Linked DNA regions of Mus musculus: regions 1, 3, 4 and 5 are each linked to region 2. A link is a contact called in public Hi-C, promoter capture Hi-C and targeted proximity ligation data. All regions are on one chromosome and are shown on one strand. The core of a region is the stretch at or near the end of the contact, and the rest is flanking DNA. Distances in the headings are between cores, read along the strand shown.

Region 1 (5,634 bases), core at 1,640-4,139, 660 kb after region 2:
TTTGGTTGCCAAAGCTTGCTTGGGACGAAGGAGAGCTGTTACTGATGTGATGAAATAGAGGCCCGAGATGCTGCCAAGACCCTGCCCTGCCGCCTTCCCCCCCTCCCGCCCCCCGCCCCGCCCCAAGGTGACAGACACTGAGATGGCCTACAGCACCACCAGTGCCAAGCTGGAGAAACGGTGACCACTCTCAGCATGTCTGTCAATAGTTTCTGTTCAGCCATTTTCCTCTACACTTTTAAAGATTGATTTATTTTATGTGTAAGAGTGTTTTGTCTGGGACTGGAGGGATGGCTCAGAGGTTAAGAGCACTGGCTGCTCTTACCAAAGTCCTGAGTTTAATTCCTAGCAACCATATGGTAGCTTACAACCAACCACCTATGAGACCTGGTGCTCTCCTCTGCCCTTCAGGTGTACACGCAGGCAGAACCCCATATAAATAATATAGAAAGAAATCTGTTTTGGGGTTTTGTTTTTGTTTTTTAAGAATGTTTTGCCTGCTTGTACATCTGCTTGCCATATGTGTGCCTAGTACCTCTGAGGTATCTCTCCAGCCCCCGTTGTCTCACACATGTAATAGCCATTTTTAAAATGTAAGATTATGGCATAATTTCCCCAAGTCTTGTATTTAACAGGCCCCTAACACGGAGCGCCTTTGCTGTTATGTGTTGTCCCTTTTTTCAGAGTCACAAATATGTGTGTGCTTGGCCAATGTTTGGGCGAGTACCAGTTGTGTACCAGGTCCAAGTTTAGGCTTGAATTATAGATTTCCCTAAGGAGATCTGCGGATCTAGGGAGAAAGACTATGGCAACTGATACCACTACATCTTTGTGCAGCACAAACATTACTTTTTAGATCCCCCCATTCAATTCTTGAAAAATGCAACTTGATTTGTTTAAATAAATATTTAGCTCTCAATAATTACCTGATTACTTATTTTGACTGTTAAGGTCATAGCCTTCTTGCTGATTATTATGAATCATTGATGTTAGAAAAGGGCAGATGCAACAGCATCTGAGAGACTGGGGGAAGAGGCTAGCCTGGGCTACATAGTGAGACTCTGTCTCAAACAACAACAAGAGCATGAAAATAAAAACAAACAACAACAACAAAACAAAAAATAAACAAACCAAACCAAACCAAGGACATTTACAAAAAGAGCAAAATCAAATGACTCATTATTAATCATATCTCTCCAGTTCATCTGCCCAAGCAGATGAGGCAGGATGACATCCAGGCCTGTGAGGACACAGTGACTGTTGCAATGAGGCCCTGGGAGAAATGGCCAAGCCGAGTACTAGACAGTCACAATGAGGTACATGATATCCACTGAAGACTGTACCTAATTTTTCCTACGTTGATGGCAGACTCAGTTGGAACAGTTATCTATTGCTTATGAGTCTGCTTTAAAGCTTAGTATAAAGTCTGAAAGGTGATGGGTTGGGTCTGATAGTCACCTTCTTCAGTATCATATCCTCCCCTCCCTGGCTCTCAGGGTGCAGGTGTGAGCAGTAGATCAAAAGGGGAAATTCAGGGACCATGTAAATCAGCATGGCCTTTGACCTCTAAACCTGCACCTCTTACATGGGCTAAGAGTCCAGGGTCACCTTCTCCCTCCCTCCGGCAAGAAACTGTAACCTTTCACAAATTCCCAGACAAGAGCTGAGAGCCTTTCACAGAACAGAGTTTAAAGTAAAGAAGTGACGCTCATTCAAGATGGGGAAATAGGTTTGTCCCAGGGGAAGTCCAGATGAAGATCTTGGAACGCCACTTCTTTATCTTCCCATGGGGGGGGGGGGCACGGGGGGGGATGGGGGGGGGAAGAGTGCCTGGGGCGGGGAGGGGAAGCAGATGCAAACTTCCTTTCTCAAAAGAGTGAAAATTTACCCAGTTTTCAAATTCTATCAAATGATCCTGAACCCTGTGCTCAAATCCATCCCTTCTCCATCCCTCCTTAGAGCAGCATATAACCACTATCATGTCTTCCTATCTATGATGCTCAGCTGGGAAAGGTGAATATTTTCCCTGTATAAAGTTCTCCTTAAACACCGCTTGGTCACTATCATCATCAGCTGCGGATACTTTCTGGAATGTATTCTCAGGTTGTTGTTTTTTTTTTTTCTACACAAAGGCCTTTCAGACACTCAAACATAATGAAGTACTTATACATATAAGAGTTTATCTAAATGAAATACCTAGCCATATTCCAGACAGTCACATACACAGATGGTCAGTGGATGACTGAGCTAGTAAGGCACTATTACTAACCTGTGCATTCCTCAGTGGGAGAGTGATGCCCTTTAATAACCCAGCACAATGGAATATAGCAATTAAAAAAAAACTGGCTAAGTAATTCATAGGAAAGCACCTGTAATAATTTATTTTTAAAAAAAGATAGAATATTGTACTTTCACCTCTTATGACAACCCCAACCTAAACTTTAACATAGCCTAGGTCACTGTATCTAAGAACTGTTTGGGACATTTTCTTCCAAAAATCCTTTAGGTTCTCTGGGCAGATAGAATGAAAATCTTAAGCTCCAGCATCCTAGACCTCGACAGAGGAAGGGACCTCCGGAGATGCTTCAAGTGGAAAGACCCAGTCATTGCTAGCAAACAGTCAAGTCGCGCTAGGACCAATTAATTCATCTCTTCTGACCCAGCTACCTACCCACAAGATCCATAAACACACAAAACTGCGGATTCTGAGTTCTTAACTTTCCCAGGAAACCGGTTCCCTTCTCCGTCCTAAAAAGGTCTAGGGATTCTGGCTCTTTAAAGTGCCCTGCAAGCGGATTCCGCGAGAAGATGCTCCCTTACCTGCAGGCGAGGAGACTGGCCCGCGACGTGCAAGTGCAGCCTGGCATGAGGCTTGGGGACCACGATTTCCTGGTCTTATCTCGAGTTCAGAGCCCCGCCCACTCCGCGGAAGCCTTGTCCAACCTCCGCTGTCTGTGAAACCGAAGCCACCCAGTCCCTTTGAGCATGAGTTTATCTCATAGTATTTCCTGCGGATGACTTTAGAGTCAGCTTTGGGATATTCACAGTTTAAGAAAAAACGAAACTAGGCTTCGGTGCGGTGACACACGCCTTAATTCCAGTACTCAGGAGCCAGTGGCAGGTGAGTCTCTGGTCTATAGAGAGAGCTCCAAGACAACCGGGCTGCTACTGAGAGGCTGTCGATAAAAACAAAAACAAACAAACACTATTTAAAAACGAAACTAAAAGTGAAAGTGAAACCTGCATTAGCTTTCTTGTAAATCAGGTTCCCTCAAAGAAACAGTCCAGAGTAAACAACTCAGCTCTATTTTGGGTGGGAGTGGAACCTGAGGTCGGGGGTGGGGGTGGGGGGGAGCGTGTGCTTGGAGATCCACATAGGTTGCCTTCCTCTACAGCTCCCACCTTGATTTTTGAAAGAGGGTCTCTCTTACCTAACCTCGGGCTCGCAGCTGGCCAAACTAGCCGGCCAGCGTGGTCCAGGGATCCCCATCCGCGCCCCTGCTGCCAGGGCTAGGGTCTCAGAAATGGGCCATCACTGCATTTATTATGGGTAATGAGGACCCGAATTTCAAATCTTCAGGCTTGAGCAGTGAGCGCTTTAGAAGCAAAATATCTGAAGTCATAAGATCTCTGACTTAAATTTTATCTTCAGAATCCAGACACTTCAAATTACCATCCGATTCCCCATCTCTTTCAAGCCCTTTCTGGATACGTGGATACGTGACAGTCTTGACATGACTTTACATATAGAGTTATACAACCTATAGAGTTAATATCAAGCAAATGACTCAGTTTTAATTCTAGAAAGTAGGTGTGTCTGTATAATAGGAAATATATTTTTAAATCGTGGATTTGGTGACTTCCTCAAAGTTCCTCGACATAATGAAACCAGTTGTCTTGCCGTTCAAGAACTTCCCATCTCGAACCGTGCCCTTTGTGAACGCTGTGGATCACGGCCAGTCTCGGGATCCAGGTGGGGGAAGTCTATTCTAAATGATGTTGAGAAAGACTTTCTGCGAACTGGAAGTGTGGACTTTTTCCAAGACAAAACCTTGGGAACTCCACAGAGCACTGTCATCTTTAAACATTTCACTGTTGGACTTCAAGGGCCTTCTTCATTCTCTGCTTTCCCCCACTTACTTACTAAAACTACTATTCCAAAGTAGTGCACTGGGTGAATACTGGGGTGTCCGCTGGCTTAGTTGTAATGAGATTTTCACATTCTCAAAGCATCTCCATTTTTAACTTGGAAGTCATTGGGGTTGATGCTGCCTAAAGGATCTATAGAGAATGTGGCACTCTAAACAGCAACAATAAAATTGGAATAAGACCAGAGCCTCAGCTGAGATAGTCCCTCTTCCAAATGTCTTTTGAACCCCAATAATAGAATAAAGCAATTAAAGTTAGAGATAACATTAGTTGGCTGACTGAAAATAAAATATAGACTTTATATGTGGAAATTCAGTCTAAACATATGTGTGTGTATATACACGTGCACAGACAAAACATATTTCTAGTTAATAGGTTTGTGTTTGTTTGTTTGTTTGTTTGTTTTTGGTTTTTCGAGACAGGGTTTCTCTGTGTCCTGGAACTCTGTAGACCAGGCTGGCCTCGAACTCAGAAATCCGCCTGCCTCTGCCTCCCCAGTGCTGGGATTAAAGGTGTGCGCCACCACGCCTGGCCAAGCTTTATGATATGTTAGTATGGTTGTGACTATTCAGATCTGTAAAAAATTCACTTTAGAGACCCACTCCTTAGCTGAGTTCCCTTGGTTCCATAAGGATCTGAGAGGTGAGGATTAAGCCACACCCCCTTAGTAGTCTCTATGATATGTGAATTCCTTCTAAAGCTAGAAGAGGTGAGGTGGTTTGGTTTTGTTTGTTTTGTTAAAGCATTGCTTACAGTCTACATAAATTCTCCACAGAGAAGGCAAGGGGTGACTGAACCTGGTCTCTCTGAAGCTCTCCATGGGAACTGGGGCCTGCTGCTTTCGCTGATTTGCATATGAGTAATCTGAAGAGTCGCCCCACCCCCACTCCTCCACCTGTTTCTACTCCTCCGACATTTATTCTCCCATGAAGTTGTCCATGCCCCCTTAATGAAGTTTTGGTATCCTCCAGAAATAGAAAGTGAGGATGTGACTTTTATACACACACACATACATGTATACATGTATATATGTGTGTGTGTGTGTGTGTGTGTGTGTGTGTGTGTGTGTGTGTGTATAAAATCACCATCTCAAAAATACACATAAGCCAAAATAGCCTAGGCAAGGAGATAAGTATCCCTGAAAATGATATGAGTTTTTGTGATTTGGACAAAATGAATAGAGAAACGGTCAGACAAGAGAAAAACAGCGGCTAGCCAAGACTGAAGAGTGGAACAAATCTCTAATGTCATTTCTAATCTTGCTGTTTCCTGTTCATACCCCACCTGGCCTACTCATTTCAGGGAGATAAACCTCCTTGCTGCTCCCAGTCTGCTTAGCTGACGATGAAGACCAAGCAACCATCTCAAGGGTAAGGCACTACACAAAGTGATTCCGGAGATACCCAACCTGCAGGAGGGACAAACTGCAAAGGCTGAAGGGGAGCAAGCGTGGACAGTTCCTGCAGAGAATATTACTGTGCTGCA
Region 2 (5,410 bases), core at 1,229-3,728:
GTAAGATCATGTCTAGCTGAAGAGATGGCTCAGTGGTTAAGAGCACAGGCTACTTTTCCAGGGGACAAGGTTGATTCCCAGCGCCCACAGTTATCTCAAACTCCAGTTCCAGGAGGTCTGATGTCCTAAAGTCCTCTTCCAGTCTTTGTAGCAACCAGACATGCATATGGTACAAAGACATCATGTGGGCAAAGCAACCATACACACTGAAAGAAAAAAACGTAGACTTCCTTGCACTGCTTTTCAAACCTCACCCTGTTTTATAACATTATGACAATAAAGCATATGAAAAAGAACACCTCTTTTCTATTAAACATAAACTCACTTTACAGGAAACGGCTAGCCCTCTCTCTGGTACCAACTTAACTATCTGCCTGCTAAAGACTTGCTTTGCTATCTCCATCATCTGGAGAACATCAAGACAAAAGGAGATAGGAACTACGCCCTGGCTAGTTATCATTCACAAGAAAGTCAACGGTTTTCCTTTTCTGGTGTTCAAGTCAAAGGCTGGCACTGGAATTCTCTTTTTTATCCTTAATGGTTATTGGGCTGTGGAGAGAGAAGTAGTGAATCACTAACAATGGGGGGAGGGGTTGGCCACTAGGGTTTCTCTACCCCCAACCAGGAACCATTTTCTGATTATTAGTGTAAGTCTATTTCATAAGTCATCTTTCATTTCTATTTCTTGTATTGGAGTCGCCCAACTATTCTAGGAGTCAATGTACAATATTATTACTATTTGTATAGCTTTCACTGATAGCCAAAAGGAAAAGATAATAGCCACTTGAGGCACAGCAATACAATGCTACAAAGTATTTAATAGGTATGACTGTTTAAAAACCAACTTTCCAGACAAGTAAACTCTTTACTGGTCAAACACTCAAGAAACAATATAGTGGATACAACAAGAGCAGAAAGTGCTACAGGTTTTCTGTCAGAGGCCTTCCAAACACTTTACCAAAACCCTGGCTTTTTCTTGCCGGTTGTATAATCTGTTACTTAGAAAATTTTGACCAGTCTGAGAAGTTGTAAATCTGTAAAGGGAACAAAAATATTCCTTCTAAACCCTTTGTGGCTTATAGGCTACTTCCATCGAATCAGAGAGAACTGCACTTAATTCAAAACTCAGGACTGGAGCCAAACTGTGGTCAACTGACTGCAGGATGCCAACTTTTTTAGTGGACTAAAGACAAAGGCAAGAAAAACAATGTGGGTCTGGGTGTCTAATCATAAGACTCTGAGACTTACTGGATAGGAAACGTCTTAGCCTCATCAGGCAGAGCCTTACTTAAAATTAACGGAGATGCCCACAAGCACCCTTGTGGCCCAACACAACTTTCTGGCTTTTTTTGAATTACTGCTGATTATGCTGAAAGGTTTGAGTTGAAAGCCCGAACTTAGGGGACACACAAAGATGAGAGGTAAAGTTTATGGGGAAATAATCTGTCCGTATATTCAACAGACTTAAACCCGACTTCAGGTTACAAACATCGTTCCTTAAATTAGAGGTCTCTGATCTTTTACAGAACAAATCCCCAGTCTGAGACTGACGACAAGGAAGGAGGGGCACGCATTCTACCACCGTTCCGATGTTCAGTGTTCAAATCCTTCTAGTGAGGAAACAGGGATAAGGTGCTTCCCTTTCCACGTCGCATCTAGGAGCCGGGGGCACGGAAAAGAAGCAAGTCCTTAGAGGAGTCGGAGACGGCGCTGCGAATAAAGCCAGCTCGTCCCTCCCGCGCCCCGGCATGGCTGCCGGAGCCTGTTGCCTTTCCAGGCTCCGATCCCCCCCCCCCCCAAAGGCGGGAAGAGGATCCCCCAGGACCCTCGGAGGCTATGTCCGTGGCCGCTGCCAGCGACAACACCGCGTCCCGCACCTTCCGACCCGCTAGGCGCGCTTGGGGGGAGGGGGGGGGCAGCCGCAGGCCCGAGCTCCAGGCCCCGCATCCCGCGCCCCGCCAGCGGCCCATCCCGAGCACAGCGGGGCGCAGCCCTGGACACCCAGCCTCGTCCCGGGGCGCCGGCTGCTCGCGCCCGGGCTCCCCGCGGGGCGCCTCACCTGCTTGCCCCGGTAGAACAGGCGCTGGCACTCGGGCCTTACATCGAAGAGCGCCCAGACCCGCTCGCGCAGCTCCTCGATGGTGGCTTTGCGAGAAACGTCCTCGATGGTGCGCGTCTGGGAGCCGTCGATGGTGCGGACCTGGATCCACATCGCGGCGGCACGGGGACAGGGGACCAAGCCCCTTTGTCTGGCCCTGCGCTCGGGCCGCCGCGCCGCGCCCCGCCCGGTCCCCGCCGCCTCCCCGGGAGGATCCGGTTCTCTGCGGCGGCGACTCGGCGAACGCGGGTGCGGGCGAGGACTGACGCTCTTAGACCGCGCGACCGCCCGCCCGCCCCTCCTCGGTGGAAGGAAACCGGAACCCGCCCGAGGTGCGAGCGCAGCCCGCGCCTCACAAATAGGAAGGAGCCATGGCTCGGCGGCGCGCACTGTTTACTTATAGAGATGCAGCTCCCACATGGAGGTCACGGCGCCAACCCGGATCTCGCGAGATCCACGCGGGGCTCCGCCCCACGCACAGCCTGGGGGGCGCTAATATGGGAGGGGGCGGGGCCTCCAGAGCCGTTACTCGGAGGAGGGCGGGGTTGGGCAGGCTCGCCGAGGCCAGCTCGCCCTGTGCCCTCGTTGTCGTTGGTCACCTCGCAGTCTCCTGAGGCCTAGACTCCATGGTCTCAAAAACGCACGAACAATAGCTAGCCGTGCTGCGCGCTGGCGTGAGCAAGAAATGGGGATGCAGCCTACGTTCCCGAGACTTCACACCAGGGTGTGCGCCCGCCACGCGGCCTCTCCCGGGGCGCGTCGGCTTGATGGACGTGCTTCCCGCCGAGGAAACCCGCTTCCGGGAGGCCCCAGGGCAGAGGCCTCGCACCCACGTTTCCCGACCGGAGAGCCGGAGCGGGAGCTGGACCTGACCGAGTGGGCCTTCTGCGCTAAGGGCGCCTTTAGCCGCAGGGATCCTGGCTTTGCAGGACTGTACACCTCCGATCCAAAAATCCGGAGATCCCAGGGCGGGATACGGCCCCCACACTCAGGGGACCCATCCAAAAATGGAAGACTTAAGAGAGAAAGCAAAGCAAACGCATTATCTTACATTCACCGGTATCCGTAATGTCAGTACTAATCATTCCCATGAGGATAAGAGGCACAACTTTGTAACAACCAAATTGATTAGTCAAGATGGCCTAAATGGAAATACAGGAAGAGTGAAATGTGCGTCAGCTCGAGATATGAATATATATATATATACCTAGAGCCTCTAAGTTACCTCGACAGCTTCCTAGTTAACTAAAACATTTAGTTGATAAGGCAACAGATACATCTGAGAACATCTAATCTGACCCATGAAGGGATCAACTATTTGTTGTTACAAGGATATGCTAGGGTCTCGGGCTGTTATTCGTGGTGCACTGCCAACGGTGTGCTGCAGTCTGAAGCCTTGAGTCTTGGGCTCACGGGTTGGGACGCGCGAGAATTGCAGTCTTTCTGTTTAACTGTGATCTTGAACAAACTGCTTCAATTTCCTCCAGGTAAAATAGTGCTCATAAACACCGAGGGAATGTTAGCTTCCTTGCCACTCCCTTAGTAGCACACAAGAAGGTATTTTAGAGCTTTTGTTATTAAGAGAATTTAGATAAACTGGGAATATTCAAAGAAGATAGGGTGCTTAAGCAAAGACTGGGAGTGCATTTTCACACATCAGAAGACACTACACTTCTGAGAGAGGTTGACTAAATAATGAAGGGCAAGTGTGAACATTAGCATTCAAAGACTTTTGTAGGCCTCCCGGGGAAACCTGGGCTTTTTGAAATGTGCATTGATGTGTTTAAGTATTTAGAATGACAATAGAACAGAGTGCGGAAGGAGGCCTTAGGGAAAAAAGCAAGCTGTGGGAAGGTGAGAGAGGCTGAAATTTAGCCAAGAGCCAACTGTTGTCCATTTTGGAAAAATTAGAGATAGTGAGAAGAATAAATTGTTGAGTGTTCTAGGAAACCCAGCTCCTGAAAGTTGTAGAATTTGTGAATGTGAAAAGGGAAGAAAATGGAATGAGTTCCATTTGAGTTGTGTGGCATTTGAAATATATCTCAAATGTGCCTACAGTGGAGATGCCTGGTAGTTGAAAAGAACTGTCTAAGAGAGTGAAGGGAAGAAGGAGTTTCTGAGAGGAGGAAAGTCTTTTGGCTTGATAGAGATGCCTACATTTTGGCGAATAGAGAAATAGGTGGGGGGGGCTGGTGAGATGGCTCAGTGGATAAGAGCACCCGACTGCTCTTCCGAAGGTCCGAAGTTCAAATCCCAGCAACCACATGGTGGCTCACAACCACCCGTAATGAGATCTGATGCCCTCTTCTGGTGTGTCTGAAGACAGCTACAATGTACTTACATATAATAAATAAATAAATCTTAAAAAAAAAAGAGAGAGAGAGAAATAGGTGGTACGGATAGGGAAGAGAATAAGGGGATATTGGGTGGGAAGTTATAACCTGAAGAGTTGACCATGTCAGCTGGGGGGGGGGGGGCGGGCGGGGTTTGAACATTTACCGTTTGCTCATATGTTACATTTTTATATGCTTACAATTCCACAGTTAGAGATCCTCTTAAGAAAAAGTAGGGGTTTATCTTCTGCCTATTGCTGGTATAAATGAAAGTATCAATCACTTCCCTGTTCTTAGGGCTGATCTGCACAGAGATGCCACAAAGGATGTTTCTGCTGCTCTCTTAGAGATTAATCAGGAAGAAAGCCCAGTGTAAGACTTTGGTCTGGTTAAAGGCTTTTGTTGTTATTGTTCTTTGGTCTTCATTCTTTCTTGCTTATTTGAAAATCTCATGTAACCCTGACTGTTCTCAAATCCATTGCATCATGCTAGGATTGTATCCAATTTCATATCCTCCCATTATGTGAGAACAATAAACTTTTTTTTTAAGACACCACTCACATGTCTACCTCTCTGTCATAGGTTAGTTGTGTTCAAAACAGCAAGGTTCCCAGGTCTTGCTCTCTTCTAACATGGATAGCAGCCATATTGGATTAGGACCCATCCTAACAACTTTATGTAACCTTGTCTCATTAAAGCCTCTATCTCCATACATTGTCATACGAGGAGCTAGATTTCAAAACATTAATTTTAATATGCCGTGGGACATAAATTGTGGGACGTAAAATCATGCCAGGAAGTTTGGTAAAGTAGAGCAGGCTGAAACCTGGAGACTCGGGTTGGGGGTGGGAGGGGGCGACACACCTGAGATTTAGGCGACTTCCTGCTCCCTGTCAGACTCCTGGGCTGGAGCATGTGCCATGCTTCTCACATAAAAGAAATGAGTCCTAAGGTCGCATAGGCTCCAAACAGAGTTCTC
Region 3 (5,685 bases), core at 661-3,160, 700 kb after region 2:
CTAAATTATAATTGAAATGAGGGGCTGGTTCTGGAGAAGATGGACAAAACTGAGAAACTTTTAGTTAGAACAACTGAGACAAAATAAAGGAGAAGATGTAACTGACTAAAATTACAGACAAAGATCAAGGCCAAATAACTCAAGACAATTTTTTTTTTTTTTTTGTATTTTAGGTTTTTTTAGTAAGACTTCGTCCAGTTAGAGTCAAGAATGTTTGCTTAATTTCCAGTGCCTTTTTTTTAATGTATTGTAGAGTTTTAGGTCTTTAATCTGGTTATAACTAACAGCTGAGGTACCACAACTGAGGAGAGTTTGTTTAGTTTTGGTTTTTAAATTATGTTTGCTACAAAATACTATAGTTGCCTCATTGAGGACAACGTTAAAAGAAAGGAAGGATGGAAGGAAGGAAGGAAGGAAGGAAGGAAGGAAGGAAGGAAGGAAGAAAAGAGAGAGAGAGAGAGAGAAAGGAAGAAAACTAAAAGGGCTTTATATGCTATGGACAGTCTAATAAATCAAATTCATTTAAAAATTTGAAAAGAAAAAAATGGATAAATTTCTAGATATAAACTTATCAAGATTGACCCGTGACGACATAGACAACCAGAAGAGACTAAGTCAAGTATGGAGCATGTGTAACCAAGTCTCCCAACAAAGAGAAGTTCAGCCCCAGGTGGCTCTGTCGCTGAATCTTACCAGATTCTCAAAGTATTCCAAAGAATCAGTTTATTCTCTCAGTTCAGCATTGCTCCATACCAAAAGGAAACAGAGACACAACAAACAAAACTATAAACCAATGTCATTGATAAACATAGATACAAAACCACTCAACAAAATATTAAACCATCAAAAAGATCATTCATGGTGATGAAGGTGGATGAGTCCGAGAGGCAAGGGTAGTTTACCATATGCAAATCAATAAATGTAATATATCATCAGAATGAATTGCAAAAGCTGTAAAAGTTATCTCCATATAAGCAGGTAAACCTTTGGATAAAAGTCAACACTGTATCATTATTTAAAGCAAGTTACAGAAAGAAAGTTGCTACCTGACATAATCAAGAGTGTACAACAAGCAGCAGCCTACAATCATATCGGATGCGGAGAACCTGAAAGCATTTCCTGTGATACTTAGAACAAGACAAGGGCATTGGCTCTTACTGCTCTCGGTCCCCATTGTCCTAAAGACTTTAGGATGAACCATAAGGCAACGAAGTGCGCAGAAAACAAGTAGCCAGGAAGGAAGTCAAATGGTGCAGATACTATGATTCTATCTATTAAACACACTCTCTCTCTCTCTCTCTCTCTCTCTCTCTCTCTCTCTCTCTCTCTCTCTCCATTATGACTAACAGAATATCCACTGTAGGATCTAAAACCAACCTACAAATCTCAACAGGATTTTAAAACAACCGTACTGAATTTGCTTAAGAGAAATCACAAAAGGTTCACGTCAGCAAAAGCAAACAAAAACAAAACAAAAAACACATTCCAGGTGAAAAGTCAGTTTCCCTCTTAATTAACAGTTTACCCTCCTCCCGTTATGTCTTCTATGACCGGACCTACCAGCAATTGCAGCCATAACCTTAGTGGGGTTAGAAGGTAACAAGAGAAACGTTCATGCTGGGAAGCCTTTGCTTGTAAGAAGATAGGTGGTCTCTATTGCTGATGTGACTTAGTCCAGGGGCCATGCCTTATTCTGTAATTAAGAAAAAACTTCAAATCCAAAGTGATTTTGGGATATAAGGTTGTTTGGGGGCAAGAATAAAGAAGACAGAAGGGTGGTGTGATGAATGAAAGGTGGGTAAGGGGAACGAGACTCAAGAAGACAATACCACGCAGGCTGAGGGTGGGAAGTGGGTGGAGCTGGAACCATCAACACTGGTGCTGAGAGCTCCCAAGGGATATAAAAGCCGGATTGAGCACTGGGGAAGCAGCAGGAGCCCAGTCCCGCCAAGGCTGAGCCGCCCAGAAGCAGCCCAGACCGGAATGTCCAGCAGATTTTTGCTCCAGCTCCTGGGGTTCTGGCTATTGCTGAGCCAGCCTTGCAGGACGCGAGTCTCGGAGGAGTGGATGGACGGATTCATTCGGATGTGCGGCCGTGAATATGCCCGTGAATTGATCAAAATCTGCGGGGCCTCCGTGGGAAGATTGGCTTTGAGCCAGGAGGAGCCAGCTCTGCTTGCCAGGCAAGCCACTGGTGAGCGCCTTCTCATCTCACCCCTTCTTCTCATGCTTCCCATTGGCTGACCACCAATTGGAAAGGTCCCCTGCCTCCCCCCGGGGCGGGGGAGGTTTGTGATCCCCAGCCTCAGGTTTGACGTGCTCGTGCTCGGTTGGGTCAGAGTTTCAGTGAAAACCTATCAGAGGGAATTGGATATGCTGCAGGCAAGGGCTTCATTTACACTAGGAATGGAGCTAGGACCTAACGGGAGCCAAAATCTGGGCTGTGGAGTATGCCCGGGCGGACTACTGCTCCCTGTTTGTAAGACACATCACCTAGGGAGCCTTGCTGTGCATCTTTTTTTTAACTGGGCTTGCAGTTTAATTGAGAGGTTGGGGGGATGTAAGAAAATCAATAAGGGCTAGCACGCAGACTATCATGACCGAAAACTCATTAGTGTCATAAAAATAACATTTGAATCCAAAATCTAGTAATTAAAAAGTGAATACCTGTATGAGTTCAGTTAGATTAAAATGTTATATTTGTGTCTATTATCTACAAACCAAACATACGGATTTCAAAAATAGTTGTAAATAAGGAATTTCAAGGCACAAAAGCTTGTAAGTTAACTCTGACCCCCGACTACAGCTGGCCTTTGCTTACTGGTTTTAAGTACATCAACTTTGCTTGGCAGCCGATGAAACTCTGACTGGACAAAATCTTAGAGCAAGGAGGGATTGGTAAACTGAGTTAAAGTTAGAATGTCTTCCTGAAGGAAAAAGGCAGGACTTCTGATAGACACAAAATGGTACAGAATGCCACCTGCTGTCACTGGTTTAGACTTGGAATGAACAGGTGTGACAGTGCCATCACTTTCCGTGCCAAATTCCAACGGCTGAAGTTGGTTGTTGGCTAAAAGGACAACGGGACCCTTAGGAAGGATCTTTGTCCCAGAGCACCCCAGTATAGGGGAACGGTTTGGCTTTCTCTGGAGGGTAAGCCTCCAAGGCTAACCTGGTATCTCCCTTGCACACTTAGGCTGTGCCTTTTGGATTCCTTGGTTTCATTCTTTCCAGAGGAGTGACTGATTGGTAAGCTGACACGCTGTTCTGCTGGACATGAAGAATGGCATCAAGAGCTGAGCTATTGCACTGTAATCTAAACTTGATTAGCATTGCCAGGTTTTTTTTGTCTGCTAACACTCTAAATTTGTGCATTTGGAATAGGTAAGAGCAGGGGGAAGGTCTGAGTTACTATAAAGAGTTTTGTAGGCAGAAAAAAAATTTTTTTTCCTGTAAATCTCCTAACTGACACTGCTGGTGGAAACAGTCCGTGAATGCTGAACTGTAAATGTGTACAAAGAAGGAAGGGGTCACTTGGTTCTAGAGGGTTTCCCACAGCACGGGAGCAAACACCACACTCAGCACATTGGTCCAGGCACCACTGGGAAACACACAGTTTGGGAAGCGTTCTTTTTGGCTGTTTCTGTCTTGAGTATACAATACCACTGACTTGGAGCAAACACTCTAGGGAAGAAAGATTGCTCCGTAAGTGTTCAGAGACATCCATCCTTCTCTAGTCAGAGCTGAGCTGCTGGAAATATCTGTCTTTTAAACTTTATCCTAAAGCAGTAACTTGACACTCTGGGACTCCTAAAATCATGGAAATAGTTTTCAAGGACTACTTTTTCATGGTGCTAAGGCAATGAAGAAAATGACTCAGGTTAGAAAACATGTAAATGAGTTGGTTTTGTTTTATTTTATGTTACTTTATTTTATTTTATTTTTTGAGATGGGATCTTTCTAACATAGTCCTGGCTAATCTGGAATTCTGTAAACCTGCTGGCTTTGAACTCATGGAGGTCCACTTGCCTCTGCTCTCCAAATGCTAGGATTAAAGGTGTGTGGCACCACATTGGGCTAGAAAAGATGAAAAATAGTGTTGTTGATAGCCAGCGTGATTGCAGAGAAATAAGAGTTTAGTGACAAAGGGTGAAAATTACAGTGATAAAAGCAAGATGAGGACACTTGCAGAAAGAAGCCACATGGGGCAAACAGAGCCTTGGTAAGATCGTAGCAGTCTGAACTGCCTAGCCAGCAAAACCACTGAGATTTTCAATACTCTCTGACCCCGGTTCCGTGTTTAATTATATCCAGGCAAAATGCTTTTCTCTATACAGATGTCTGTATTTTCCCAAATGCACCTTGACATGAATATTGCCTACCCCACTCACTTTTCTTTTTTAAACTTAACAGAAGTTGTGCCATCCTTCATCAACAAAGATGCAGAGCCTTTCGATACGACGCTGAAATGCCTTCCAAATTTGTCTGAAGAGCTCAAGGCAGTACTGTCTGAGGCTCAGGCCTCGCTCCCAGAGCTACAACACGCACCTGTGTTGAGCGATTCTGTTGTTAGCTTGGAAGGCTTTAAGAAAACTCTCCATGATAAACTGGGTGAAGCAGAAGACGGCAGTCCTCCAGGGCTTAAATACTTGCAATCAGATACCCATTCACGGAAAAAGAGGGAGTCTGGTGGATTGATGAGCCAGCAATGTTGCCACGTCGGTTGTAGCAGAAGATCTATTGCTAAACTCTATTGCTGATACGGAGCTAATTGTGTACCACCAGTCCAGTGTTCACATGCATTCTTGCTACCTGGTTGATGGCCTCTTTCTGTTCCCTTTTCTTATTTATTAGGATTTGAGAAACCATAATTTACATATGGATTTGTCCTTTGATATAAAAGAAATGTTCTTTGAATTATTGTAGTTCTGTTAATAATATTTGTATGCAAAACTCATCTTGTCCTTTTAATGGTCTTATTGCTTTTGAATAATATTAATTTAAAATGATTATACATCCTTACCACTGCATGCATACAATGCTAATACAATGCTCTCTTAAGAAATCCTGTGGGCTCTTCTGGCCTCTGCAGGCACCACACATGCTTGTGGCAGGCAACATAAACTCAGGCAGAACAGCCATACTTGTAAAATTAAAAAGTAATAATTAAATAAGATACATTTAAATAACAATTTAATAAATCTATTAAACTGTGCTAATAATAAATACTACTTAAATGTTTTTCTTCGCATAACAGATTCACATTAAGACTCAATTTAGGAGACACTAGGTTATAAATATAAACAAAAGATGACTCCATTGCCTAATGAGCTTTTTAAAAAGGATTTTAAACATTAAACAGTGCAGCATTAAACGAGGATGATGACAGAGGTAGGGAAACAGTAAAGAGAACTCAAATTCTCATTTATTCACTTATGCATTTATTTACCAAATATTATATTATTATTATATATTATATATATAATATATATTATACTATATTATTATATTACTTACTAGCACTTAATTTATTATTTGTTGATAGCATTATTAATTGTATCTGTTAGTCTCAGTGATTAAGAACCTACTGTATTCCTGACTCTGTTTGAAGTAAGGAATATCACACAATAAGTAGATCAAATGAAGGCTCTTACCTCCATGGCGAACACATTCTGATAGGAAGAG
Region 4 (6,087 bases), core at 2,134-4,633, 980 kb after region 2:
TGAGTAAGTCATGGGGAACCAGTGTGAGAAGCTAAATCACGCTGTGTGTACTAAGCCAACAAAGGCTTGGGCCACTTCTACTGCAATAGGTACCAGACACGCCCTCCTCTTCCGGGTTCTTTTGTCTTTTCCCAACGCCAGTGCTAGTCAGGGCTTCCCAGACACTGACTCCAGGTAGCCTTCCTTCTCACTCCCTAGCTCATGCTGAGACAATGCGCACACACACAGATTTCTGGAACAGTATATTCATTTCCCAGGCCTTGCCATAACAAACAGCCTGGAATGTCGAGCTTAAAGGGAAGGGATGGTTTCTCTTATAGTTTGGGAAACTTTGAGCCAAATGCAAGGAATGAGCAGGGTCGGGAGTTCTCATCAGGTCTCTAAGAGAGAACAGTGCCTTGTCTTTCTCTAGGCATCTGGTGTTGTCACTGCTCTTTGGCATTCCTTGGCTTGCAGCCTTTTAGCTCCAGTCTCTGGCCTGTTACCACACACTATTGGTGTCTTCATATCACATCTGGTAAAGACGATGACTGATCACCCCAACATGATCTCCCTAACTATTCCTGGAACAGCTCTAAATAAGGTCACACACTGAGACCTAGTGCCAGCCACACCCCCACATTTTTAGGGAGACAGTTTAACCTATGCCACATACCTATAATCCCTGATCCACTCTGTCCATTCTAAGGACTTAAAATATTCTGGAGTTTAATGTGACAAAACAGTACTCCTTAGTGTCTCCTCAACAGGCATTTACTGACTGCCTACTACACACAGGGCACTCCTCTGAGCTTTCTTCAATACAAATGGACCTGTATAAACATTTGGCCATGGGTAGTTCAGGCACCCTTGCGAGATTAAAATTCAAATTAACTTTGTGTTCCACTATTATCAATAGTGTAACTTAAACAGGAAAACAAAACCTCACACAAATAAATACCTGTGTGTGTCGAAATGACTGCCCTGGGCCCAGTTGCCAAGAGACGTCCCAGTTTGGCAGCCTCTTACTCCTCTACAATCAACAGCTTTGAGCTCCCGTGGGCCTGTTAAAGTGACCACACACCCTGCTGCCTCCCACCCTAAGTCTCTAAGCACCTCAGTCTTACATACTCATGTTTGCTTCTGTCTTCTCTCCCCAGTAGAACGAACGCTAACTCCAAGAGAACAAGCAATGGATCTCTCTGTTCGGGTTTGTGTGTTTGCTTGTTGTAGTGTTGGGAGCGGGATTCTTAGCTGCTCCAAAATTGTTTGAACACCCCACCCCCATAATCGAAATTTTCAAGGCTGAAACCACAAATGTTCCCAACTGCGGAGATTGGAAATGCTTTTCTCCACCACCAGGTTTTCTGATTCTAGTGTTGCGTAACCTGCTCTTGCCCAGACCTTTCCATTCTTGCCTTCCTCCCTCCCTTCCTTCCTTTACCTCGGGGTACCCTCATGCTCTCCTCCTAATTCCACACACAGGCACGGACTGTGTAATTTACTTATTTACTAACTCCTTCTTGTGCAGCAATAACAACGGGAGAGCCACTCATTTGCTTTTTTAAGTACAGGGATGTCTGCCTCACCTTGCCACGGAGACCACGTCTTCTCTCTGAGCAAGCAAACCTACCTTGCTACCCTCTCCATCACCCCCGAAATAATTACTTGGAAACAGCAAGTAGTTCTGAACCAGTCATTTGGCAGCCTTTGAGGGGGCACACATGGTGTTTCCTTTAGAGACACTTTTCTGTTTTCCCGGTGCCCGGCACAAGGAAACCGTATCAGGCGGACAGTGGGCAACGTTTACGGAGCACTTTGTAGTTGGTCTTGTACAGGCAATCCACACACCGTTCTACTCCACACCAATCTCCTGCGTCCATTTTACAGATAAAATAAGACTCAATCGCTTCTCTTCTGCATCCGTTCGTACCTCACTCTCCCTCTCTGTACTTCAGTTTTCAGAGCCCACGCCAGGGCATCACTGCTCCCTCCCACACCTTCTGGTTAGTTGTTGTTTGGTTTTTCAAGACAGGGTTTCTCTGTGTAGCCCATGCTGTCCTGGAACTCGCTCTGTAGATCAGGCTGGCCAGGAATCCTGAGATCTGCCTGCCTCTACCTGGGTGCGGGGTTTAAAGACGTCTATCACTGCTGCCTGCTGGTTTGTTATTGTTTTTATTCACAGTACTGTTTCAAAAAGCCTTACTTCCACCCCTGGACAAACAAGCAAGAAAACAAACGGACAGCAGTAGAAACTCGGGTTTGTTCAGCATAGCATTCTCGGAGGCCTCTAAGTACAGTGGCACACAGTAGGCACTGGGTAGCTCTTCCTGAAATGAATGCATTTCTGAAGGAGCTAGTATGTTTGACCTCTGCGGAAGTTAACGGTGACAGCTACTTTTGGTTCTGAAAGTGGATTCAGGGAGATGAGACACATACTTCACTTGATGAAAGCTTCTGTGAGGAGGGTTCCAGGTCACCCCTGGAGGAGAAGGAAATGGGGTGAAAAGGCAGAGGGAAGAAGGTCAAGGGAGGATTGGTGTGAAAAGGTGGGGAACACCTGGTGAACCAGAGGGGCCGAGGGGACACAACACGGGGGCATGCTGCTTCCTGTTGGGTCTGAGCAGGACAGAACTTGGCTCTTAGAAAAGACTAAGGGTGAAAAAGGTGAACACAGAGGGGGGAAAAAAATGAAATCCAGGCACTCAGAGGTGCCAGCGGGAGACTAGAAGTAGAACGGGGTGCTCAGAGGTTGTCCACTGGGGAGAATGCAGACGGGCGCAGCCTGCAGGCTGGGACCAGGCAGCACAGGGCACGAGGGTCTGGGGATGCCAAGAGGCGCCGGGTGGAGCTCAAGGGAGTGGGGTGCAGGGGCGCGGAGGGGCGGTGCAGCAGCCGGCGGGGCGGCCCCGGTGGCCGTCGCTCACTTCCGGGAGAGCCGGGCGTCCTGGCCACCGCCCGCTTGCAGCTGCCAGCCCTCCAGGGCCGCGGAGCCTGTGAGCGCGCAGGCCAGGCCACAGACCAGCGTCTGCGCAGCTCGGACCACCGCCAGCCACCATGGGGGCGTCGGGGCGGCTGCTGCGCGCCGTGATCATGGGGGCCCCGGGCTCCGGCAAGGGCACCGTGTCGTCACGCATCACCAAACACTTCGAGCTGAAGCACCTCTCCAGCGGGGACCTGCTCCGCCAGAACATGCTGCAGGGCACAGGTGGGAGCTGAGACCGAGGGCTGGCGGCGTGCGATCGTCCCGGCGGGGCTTTGCGGGCCGGGGTCGAGGGTCCTGCGACGCGGGTGCAGCGCTCCCCGACCTCGCCTGGGGAAAGAGCCGTTGCGCCCCGAATCCTCTGGCCTCCGTGGGCAGCTTCGGGTAGATGGGGGAGGGGGAAGGAAAGGACTAGGAAGTTCAAAGACTGAAGGAAAGCCCTTGGCTTTGTTTTTAGAAGCTCATTCGACACAGCTGGCAGCTGCGGTGGGGGTCCAGCCGGGGGGAGCTGTGCCTGTCTCTCCACGTGTCCTTGTATGCAGAAGGCAGGCTTTGGCTCTGCCAGGGCTAGCTTCTTTTTTTTTTTTTTCCCTACACCCCCCCCTCCCGCCCATGGTAAGCTCCGTGGGATCTTGTAATTCTGACCTTTCTCTCTGCAAGGTCAAGTATTACTTATTTTCATTGCAGTCACAAAGTTGGCTTAGATTTTGATGCCCCCAGACATTTCTTAGTCACTAAAGTTGTCCTTGTAACAGTTACATAAACGATTGCTGTGTTTCTCCTTCCAAAGTCTTCTAACTCAGCACAAAAAATCTAGCCAACACTTTACAAAGGGTGGGTTTGTGGTAAGTTCTATTTTAAGAAAAGCATTTTTAAATTTATTTTTTGGGACAGTGTCATTCGATGTATTCAAGGATAACTTTAACTTAAGTTTGACATCCTCCTGTCTCAGCCTCCCTAGTGAGTGCTGGGATTCCAGGCGCCAGCCAACTAACAGCTGTAAACTATTTTTTAAAAGCTTGCACTAGATGTGTTTCTCCACAATAGTGTTGACCTTCAATTTCAAACTAGTGCCTATTTTGAAAATTCATTTGAAGCTTATTTACACAGAAATAATACCTGTTCAAGGTTTTAAAAAAAAGAAAGTAAAGGCCAGGGAGAGGAGGGAAGACAGAAATGTATAAAGTAAAAAGCAAAGTTTTCTCTTAGTCCCTACCTCAGCCCAGAACCTCGGAGAGAAACAGTCTATCTCCTTCTGGAAATGTCTTTGTGTAAAGCTCCTTCTTACAACCTCAGTGTATCAAGTTACCATCTACTTACTCCACATCAGTGTTTTCGCACACTGCATTCAGCCTGCCATCCCATATGGAGACGTTGTCCGGTTCCGCACTGCACTGCTTACCCTGTGTCTGCTGAATCTACCGCGATTTATTTACCTCTCCACTCCCTCCTGGCGGGTGTATAGCTAGTTTCTAGGAAAGGGTGTTTTTTGTTTGTTTAAAAGACACTGATATTCAAGTGTGTGCGTGGGGGTGGGGGTGTGTGAAAACCCACAGTTTTCAGTTTCTTTGGCTCGATCCTCTGCACCCCTCAAGCATGTTTTCGTTTTCTTCTAATGTCGACCTTAAGAAATAATAAAGGCTGCAGTTAATTAAAGTTTATCGAAAGGTTATTTGACTCTTGCTAAATGTTCTTAGTGCAACAGATTGCAATGCGAGTTACTGCAAACAGTCCCAAGTCCTGAAGACTTTGCTGCTATCCAAAGTACAGTAGAAGTCTTTAGGGGTGACCTGCATACCGACTCAGAGCTGGCCTGACTGTGGGTGGCAAAGAATGCTCATGGGTAGGAAAACACAGAACATTTGAAAAGAGTAAATGAAAGGGTATTTAAATACATTTCTGAAAAATGAAGAAACAATGTTTCTTGCTACACGTTAACCCCTGTTAAGCCTCAGGGTGCCCAGGACTGCATCTCTGAAACATGGACAGAGACTACAGAGACCAAGGAGCTGAACACACAAAGTTGTTCAGCCACCCACTCGGCAGTTTTAATGCTCAGTTCATTTTTATGACACAGAAAGACAAATACTTTCTTAATACAAACTTTGAAGATTCATTATTGGAAGTAGGTTTTTTGTTTTGTTTTGTTTTAACAGGGTCTCAGACAGTTGCTCTGGCTAGTCTTGAATTTGGAGTAATCCTCCTGACTCAGTTTCATCAGGGTTGGAATTGCGGATGCTCTGGCTCTGCTAGGAGAACTAAATAAAGTTCGTGAGAGAAGTCTTTGCAGTTCAGAGTTCAAGGTCCACACAGGCAGCTAGGTCTTTGTTCAGCTGGGAAAAGTTACAGATCTCAGAGGGAAGCCCCAGCCAGGTCCCTTGGGATGCTCACTCAGCTAGTTGATACTTGAAATCCTGCAGGTCCTGGGATGTCGGGGTCACTTGTTCTTCAAAGAAATAACAACAATCCCTTAGTAAGGGCAGAACACAAAGCTTGGGAGGCATCGTGAGATTGTTCCCACAGATGTTAATGGTTTATCAGGTAGAGTAGTCTTTACTAAGTGATGTCTGGCCGGTCCTGTGTAGGACTTTTGCAAATTTATATTGAGAATATAGCCTATATTCTCTCTATATATTGAGAATATATCCTCAATAAATATTTGTGAATGGATTAGATATTTCCCACAGAATCAAGCAAATGAGATGTAATCGTAAGCAAACCAAAACAAACCCGAAAACAAATTCTGAAAAAGTGCTTCATGTTTTCTGATACTAAATCGTAAGGAAGGAAGAAAGGAACAAAGTAACGAACGAATGAAGGAGAGAAGGGAGGAGGGATAGAGGGAAGAATACAGGAGAACTGACATCCTGCATAGACTGGCCTCACCTGGAGATCGTGGATTAACCCTTTGGTGTTCTCTTTCCCCTTTCTGTTAGTGCTTTGTATCCTCATGAGTTGTGAGCATGCTTATATATCATCTCAGATTTAATTTCACCAAGACTGAACAAGACATTTATATTTTGCCCGATATCGACTAATCCATTTTTTTCCAGTGCCAGAAACGGAATCTCAAGCTCTGTGCATGCGAATCAAGCACCGTACCTTGGATCCCTATTAGCTGGGGA
Region 5 (6,138 bases), core at 709-3,208, 780 kb after region 2:
CACAAGGTTCTGAGAAAGTAAATTTTAAGTTAACACTGCTGTTAAATGGGAAGAACACCATTATCCTAACTTAAGACTGCACGCTCAGATCTAACTCCAAAGCCAATGGTCTTCTCTATTTTGCCAGAAAGGGATCCCATCTTTCAAGAATAGCCTATCTGGGTAAAGTAGAGAAAAAAAAATATGTTTACTTTTCACACTCAAGACACCTTACTCAAGACACCTTCAAATTACAAAGGAAAAGACACTAAAAGAAACAAATGAAGCCCGGTGGGTGGTGGTTTTAATCCCAGCATTTGGAAGGCAGAGGCAGGGGAAATCTCTGAGTTGGAGGCTAGCCTGGTCTACAGAGCAAGTTCCACAATACTCCACAAAAGCCAAAATAAACATAAGTGCTTATCTAGCCTCCACACACTGCAGCTCTCCTGTACAGGTAAATGCTCATGCCTGTAGCACCGCTCAGTACTCTCAGGATAAGTCCTGGGCACATCCAGTCTGCAGACGTCCCACACTCAAGCCAGCTCACATACAACCAAATGATCTTAATAGCTGGAACCGTAAACAGTAAACAGGTAAAGGATATAGAGAAAGAGGACCAGAAATTGATGATTCATTTTCAAATCCGCTGGGAACTATATGAGAATATTTGCAGTAAGCCAACAACTCACTCATACAAACCTATTATGAAACCAAAAGCAACCTCCGGCTTCTTTATTCCCACTTCTGTTTCCCTTCTCCGCATTTCTCCTCCTCTCTGTGACACACTCAGCGGCTCGGTCCTTTCATTCAGGGAAAAGGAGTTTCCCCTGATAGACTAGTAACCACCGGAAAGCAATCAACCAACAAAGCAAGCAGGTGAATACAGGAAGCATTCAATGTGGCAGCAGAAACCCAGCAAAAACAACCAATTTGTTCCCTCAACAGGTTATTTCAATTCCTTGAAAATTAAGACTGGGGAGAAAGGGGGAGAAAGAGACGACTTATTGTTTTCCTCTGCAAGACCACACTGTAAAACCAACAAAGACCGCTTCTTTAAGGATCCAAGAGACACAATAAATACCACCCAATTACTCTCCCACAGCAACAGGAAAAGTTCAACACTGCCATTTTCGCAGTAAGCAACAATTAGTCCTGCCGTTGTACACAAGCATCCAGCCTTCTTAGCAGGCACTGGCTCGCAGATCTCAGACACCCTTGTCTTTAACTGCAGCACCCAGGCAGCCCCGAGCGCTAACACCCACCTTCGCGGGAGGGAAAAAAAGGGCCTCTTCTTCTGGGGAGGGAAAACAGTTCACATCTTGTTCCCGTCGCCTGCTTCAGGAACCTAAAAACAGAAGCAGCAAGTCACTAACTCAAAAACCCAGGGCCAATAGATGCTCTCTTTTTTTTTTTCTGCGCTGTTTAGATGACTAGAAAAATGTACAGAAGAATAAGAAAGAGGGGGGGTCGGGTTCTAAGGCACAAGGGGATGCATGCATTTATCAACAGCTAGCCACTCCTTCCTAGGCTGTCGGAAACCCGCAGGTTTTCTAGCTTTGAAGTTCCCTGCCAGTAGCAGGGGGCTAAGGGGAAAGCAGGAGGCGGGATCGCAGGGAGAACCGCTGCCCCCCGCCCCCATCCAGCAGCCAGGGACTGCACCCACCGGCGACACGGGTCGGGCCACACAGGAGCGCCCCGAGGCGCGCAGGATCCGCTCCTCCGAGACGCGTCGGGCGGGCCGAGGTCTAGGGAGCCCCCGGGCCGGGCGCAGGGTCGAGCGGCCGCCAGGCTGGGCCCTCGGGGGCCCTCCCGCGCGGGCTTGGCCCGCACTCACATCCCGCAGCGGCGGACCCGGCAGCCGCCTGCAGCCCTCGCCGGGACGGACGGGCGCCTCCGGAGCCGGGGCCGCGGCCGAGGCGCCGACGCCGCGCGAGCTCGCCCAGAGCGGGGGCCCGCCCAGCCTGTCAGCGCGGCGGGAGGCCGGCGGTGGCCGCTGCTGCCCCCTTTCTGCTCTGCCTCAGCTTCCTGCAGCCCACGCCACGCCCACCGCGCGCCGAGCCCGTCTCCGCCCTCCAGGGGCCGCACGCCGCCTCCGCTCGGCCCCGCGACGCCGGCTCAGCTGCCCTGCTCGGCGGGCTCCGGCGCGGTGCAGCTTCGGGAAAGCGGCCCCGAGCGGCGGAGCGGGGCGTGGGCAAGCCGGCGGGGGTTGGCGGGGGGGCGGAGGCCGGCACGCCCCACTGCGCCTGCGCCGCCCGCGGGGCCGCTCTGCGGGGCTGGGCCGGGACGGGGGAGGCGGCCGCGGGCTCCGGGGAAGCGGAGGCGCGCGTGGAGATTCCCGGGGCAGCCCCCGGGCGAGAGCGCGCGAGGAGGAGGAGGAGCGGGGCGGGTGCGGGTTGGCGCAGCGTGCTTGCGGCCTCGGCTCGCGGAGGAGACGGCTGGGAATGAGTCAGCCCGGCCGGGAAGGCCCCGCTGCGTCCGAGCTGATAGGATTGGCGGCCGCTGCCTCCGCGGAGACTTTCCCCTTCCTGCTTTCGTTTCCACAGGCGGCTCCCTGCCCTAAGCGCTCGGCCCAGGGGACGTGGCACCGTGGACCGGGCGCTGAGACCCAAGTACCTGACTTCAGTTAACCACCACTTCTGCGAAGGGACCGCTTGGAAGAAGAAACGACGTATAGGGTCCCAAAGAGCCACGTTCATTCATTCAAGAATTTGTTCCCTGCTAGGCAAGGGCTCCCAGGAGAGGAGACGAAGGCAGCACCCATTCTGCATGTGCTATTCTCATAGAAGCCAGAAAAGAGGCTTTAAATCTGCACTGCTCTTTGTGTGTGATTGCCAGTAACGGGTACACACACACACACAAAGGTGAGTGGAGATGTTATTTTGAGATGACCAGAAAAGACCTCTTAGAGTGGCATTTGAGCAGAAATGTGAAGGATGAGAACGATCCAGTCCTGGAACTATCTGGTTTCAAGAAAGAAGCTAACAATGAAAAGGATTCTGAAAAGGGAATGTGTTTTAAGGACCAAGAAAGAACCCTCAATGGAAGACAGTAAAAGGAAAGGGGCTAAATAAGAAGACAAAGAAATAACTGGGGTCATTCTGTATAGGGCTTCTTATTTTTTCTCTTAGCCCCAGGTTTGTCAACCGAAATGAAGCATTCACAACACCCACGTCCCCTTATATACGTGACGGATGCTGTTATTCAGATCTTACATCTATTGTTTTTTTTGTTTTTTCCTTTATTTTTGAGTCTGTGAGCCTGGAACTCACAGAAATCCTCCTACCTGCCTGGGGAATGCCGAGATCAAAGGTGTGGGCCACTACACAATGCATGGTTTCTTTTAAGTAAATGTCACCAAAGCTAAAGATAAGGTGGGCAAGAAAAAAATAGATGATTAACAGTAAGCTTATAGGATTTAAGTCCTTTGTCAACCCACACAGGAAAACTGAGTAACTTGTTCATTCTCATTTACAGTGAAAATCATTCTCGGTGAGGTAAGAGTGAGCCAATGATAGTCTTGAATGTTGATCTCTCTTCACTCTGTAGTAGAATGCTTTCCAGCACTAGATGCGATTCCTAGTAGAGGCATAAGCTAGAGATTTGTTCCACCTGTTAATCTTTTCACAGAGTTCCTGCATTCTCTAATAAAGATAAGGGAGAGTTCTGAGGAATCGGACAAAATCTTTTATGACCTTCAGAAACTCTGCACAAACAAGTATGGGGTGGAAGATAAGACATTTAGATTTAGGACGTTTAGCATGGCCAGACTGGAAAAATAAAAGTCAATAGCTAGTTGTCTGCTGTGGCACTGGGTGTAGAGACAGGAGGCAAGATTCTGTCCTTTCTCTGTGGTAGCAGAGCTGCCTTCCATAGGCAAACAGTAACAAGACTGTATCGCTGTGTGAGATCAGCCCTTGTGTTCTATATCTTTGTATAGTTCTTAGGCTGTTGTGCTATAAAGCCAGCCATAAGTGATACCACACTCAGGAGGCTGGGGCAAGAAGGTTCTGAGTTCCAGGCCAGCTTGGGCTACATAGCAAGACTTGGTTTCAAATAAACAAAGCAAGCCTAGGTTGGAAAATTCATGGCCAAGTGTTCCCAGCACCCACGTGGTATCTCACAACCATCTGTAATTTAGGATCTCAGTCTCCTGGAACTGAATCCCAGGCCTCCTTCTGACCTTGGATACTGAGCATACATGTATTACACATATGTCCAGGCAAAACACTATACACATAAAGTAGACAGTCCTAAAAAAGAAGTTATGCAGTAGAAGCTAGGTGGCCCAGGTTTCAATCAAGGCTTTTACCAAGACAGTCACTTCAATTTCCTAAGCTTCCTGTTTATCCATGTAATGAAAAATATATCCTTCTCATCAGAATACGAGGATTGAGTATAATAGCATCATCATACTTAAAGAGACATTTTGAAGATTGGATAGGAAGTATTTTAAAGCCCTTAAGCACAGCTATTAAATGTCTGTTACAGCCATGGAAGGGGCAATTTGCAGATGCCATCAAGCTGGGAAGTATAAAACACGCTCTATCTCGTCAGTAATCCTGAGTCATTTGTCACAATTGCACCCCAAGAAACTGTCTTAGCCACCCTTGATAAAAGCTGAGTTGTAAAGGAGACAGATGTAGGGACTGGCATTTTTACTGTAATCTCATTCATTTTAAATAGCATCCAAAGTAATTGATTTCATTATAACGTGTGTGTGTGTGTGTGTGTGTGTGTGATCACTTTCTTCTGACTCATTGTCTTCTCCCACTGTCCTCTCTCATCCCCCTCACCCTCCTCTACTTGGTCCTTTTCCCCCTCTTAAATAGCACCTCCTTCTGTTCTCATGTCAGTATATTCTATTACCCTTTCTTTCCCCTTCCTCGCAATCAAGAACAGTTCTTCCCCCCTTGTGCACATTCTACTTCACACACACACACACACACAGAGAGAGAGAGAGAGAGAGAGAGAGAGAGAGAGAGGAGGCTCCTTAGATAAGAGGACTCAAAGGCATTTGTCTTCTAGAGTCCAGTGTACTTTCTGTCGCAGGATGACTTTCAGTTCCACCCATTTTCCTGCAAATGTCACAGCTTCATGTGTGTGTATACACCACTTTTCCAATATCCACCTCCCTGTTGATGGACACCCAGTTGTTTCTACTCCCTAGCTATTATGAATGACAGTGCAGCAGTAAATATGGATGTGCAAGTGTTTCTGGTGTGCATGTGTGTGTGTGTGTGTGTGTGTGTGTATGTGTGTGAGTTGTGTTGTGTAACGGTGTAGCTGACTTACACGGCCTTCACACTTATTTCTGTAGTGGCTTCTTGAGTTTACGGTCCCATTAGCAGTGTGTAGGAGTGTATCCTACCCCGCACCCTCACCAGTATTTGTTCCTGTTTGTTGTCCTGATGACAGTCATTCTGACTGGGGAGAGATGGGATCCAAAAGCAATTTTAAGTTGCATTTCCCTCATGGTTAAGGATGTTCAACATTTTTTTCAAATATTAACTAGGCAATTGTTCTCTTGAAAGTTGTCTACTCAGGTTATTAGCCAACTGTTTGAGTGAATGATTTTTGTTGCTGCTGGTTTTGTTTTGTTTTGTTTTGTTTTTTTGGGTTTTTGGTTGGTTGGTTGGTTTAGTTTGGTTTGGTCTGGTTTTTTGAAACAGGGCTTTTCTGTGCTGCTCTGGTCATTCTGAAACTCACTCTGTAGACCAGGCTGGCCTCAGACTCATAGAGATTTCCCTGCTTTTGCCTCCTGGGTGCTGGGATTAAAGGGTTGCACCACCACTGCCCAGCTTGAACAATTTCTTTTGATATTTAATTTCTGCAGTCCTTCATATATTCTAGATGTAAGCTCCTTGTCTAGTATACATTAGCTAAGTTTTTTTTTCCCATTGTAAACGCTACCTCCTCAGTTTAGCAAATGTTTCTTTTATTGGGAAGGAAACCCTTTAATTTTCTGTAATCCCCTTTGTCAATTCTTGGGATTGTTTTCTGTATTTTTGGAGACCTTTTTGGGAAGTTCTTGCCCATGCCTGTATCTTGAAATATATTACCATACTCTCCTGAAGCAATTTCAAAGTTTCAGGTCTGAGACTACAATTGTGATGCAGTTTTCATTGATGTGTGTGTGTGTGTGTGTGTGCACATATGTAT

The links. Promoter capture Hi-C pulls out the DNA fragments that hold promoters and counts their contacts. A called contact is a pair of places that touch in the nucleus more often than the background predicts.
Region 1: a Hi-C map of CD8 T cells shows a contact between it and region 2, with 5 times the contacts expected there. A contact is called at or near these places in 3 of 39 promoter capture datasets (liver and stem cell-derived epiblast-like cells), 2 of 484 Hi-C or Micro-C datasets (CD4 T cells and CD8 T cells), 1 of 130 datasets of targeted methods (effector CD8 T cells) and 2 of 9 other capture datasets (adipose tissue and liver).
Region 3: a targeted proximity ligation map of large pre-B cells shows a contact between it and region 2, with 2.1 times the contacts expected there. A contact is called at or near these places in 1 of 39 promoter capture datasets (pre-B cells) and 1 of 130 datasets of targeted methods (large pre-B cells).
Region 4: a contact with region 2 is called in a promoter capture Hi-C map of pre-B cells, with 3 times the contacts expected there. A contact is called at or near these places in 3 of 39 promoter capture datasets (the C10 cell line, liver and pre-B cells) and 1 of 130 datasets of targeted methods (large pre-B cells).
Region 5: a contact with region 2 is called in a targeted proximity ligation map of microglia, with 6 times the contacts expected there. A contact is called at or near these places in 1 of 39 promoter capture datasets (pre-B cells), 5 of 484 Hi-C or Micro-C datasets (B cells, CD4 T cells, CD8 T cells and 2 more), 1 of 130 datasets of targeted methods (microglia) and 1 of 9 other capture datasets (liver).

What each region holds. Positions count from the first base shown.
Region 1 is chr19:29,364,693-29,370,326 of GRCm38.p6, reverse strand. Cd274 (CD274 antigen) reads right to left here and starts at 2,889. Exons shown (of 7, transcript NM_021893.3): 1 at 2,821-2,889. It also overlaps a transcript of Plgrkt not described here.
Region 2 is chr19:30,027,581-30,032,990 of GRCm38.p6, reverse strand. It overlaps Uhrf2 (ubiquitin-like, containing PHD and RING finger domains 2), which reads right to left and starts at 2,478. Exons shown (of 16, transcript NM_144873.2): 1 at 2,060-2,478. The coding sequence starts at 2,212.
Region 3 is chr19:29,330,895-29,336,579 of GRCm38.p6, reverse strand. It overlaps Rln1 (relaxin 1), which reads left to right and starts at 1,910. Exons shown (of 2, transcript NM_011272.2): 1 at 1,910-2,194; 2 at 4,414-4,825. The coding sequence starts at 1,984. The coding sequence ends at 4,760. It overlaps Gm52390 (a long non-coding RNA gene), which reads right to left and starts at 1,942. Exons shown (of 3, transcript XR_003952902.1): 1 at 1,830-1,942; 2 at 1,561-1,693.
Region 4 is chr19:29,044,779-29,050,865 of GRCm38.p6, reverse strand. It overlaps 1700018L02Rik (RIKEN cDNA 1700018L02 gene), which reads right to left and starts at 3,383. Exons shown (of 1, transcript NR_028360.1): 1 at 2,137-3,383. Ak3 (adenylate kinase 3) reads left to right here and starts at 2,905. Exons shown (of 5, transcript NM_021299.2): 1 at 2,905-3,187. The coding sequence starts at 3,037.
Region 5 is chr19:29,247,623-29,253,760 of GRCm38.p6, reverse strand. Jak2 (Janus kinase 2) reads right to left here and starts at 1,958. Exons shown (of 25, transcript NM_008413.4): 1 at 1,643-1,958; 2 at 1,242-1,324.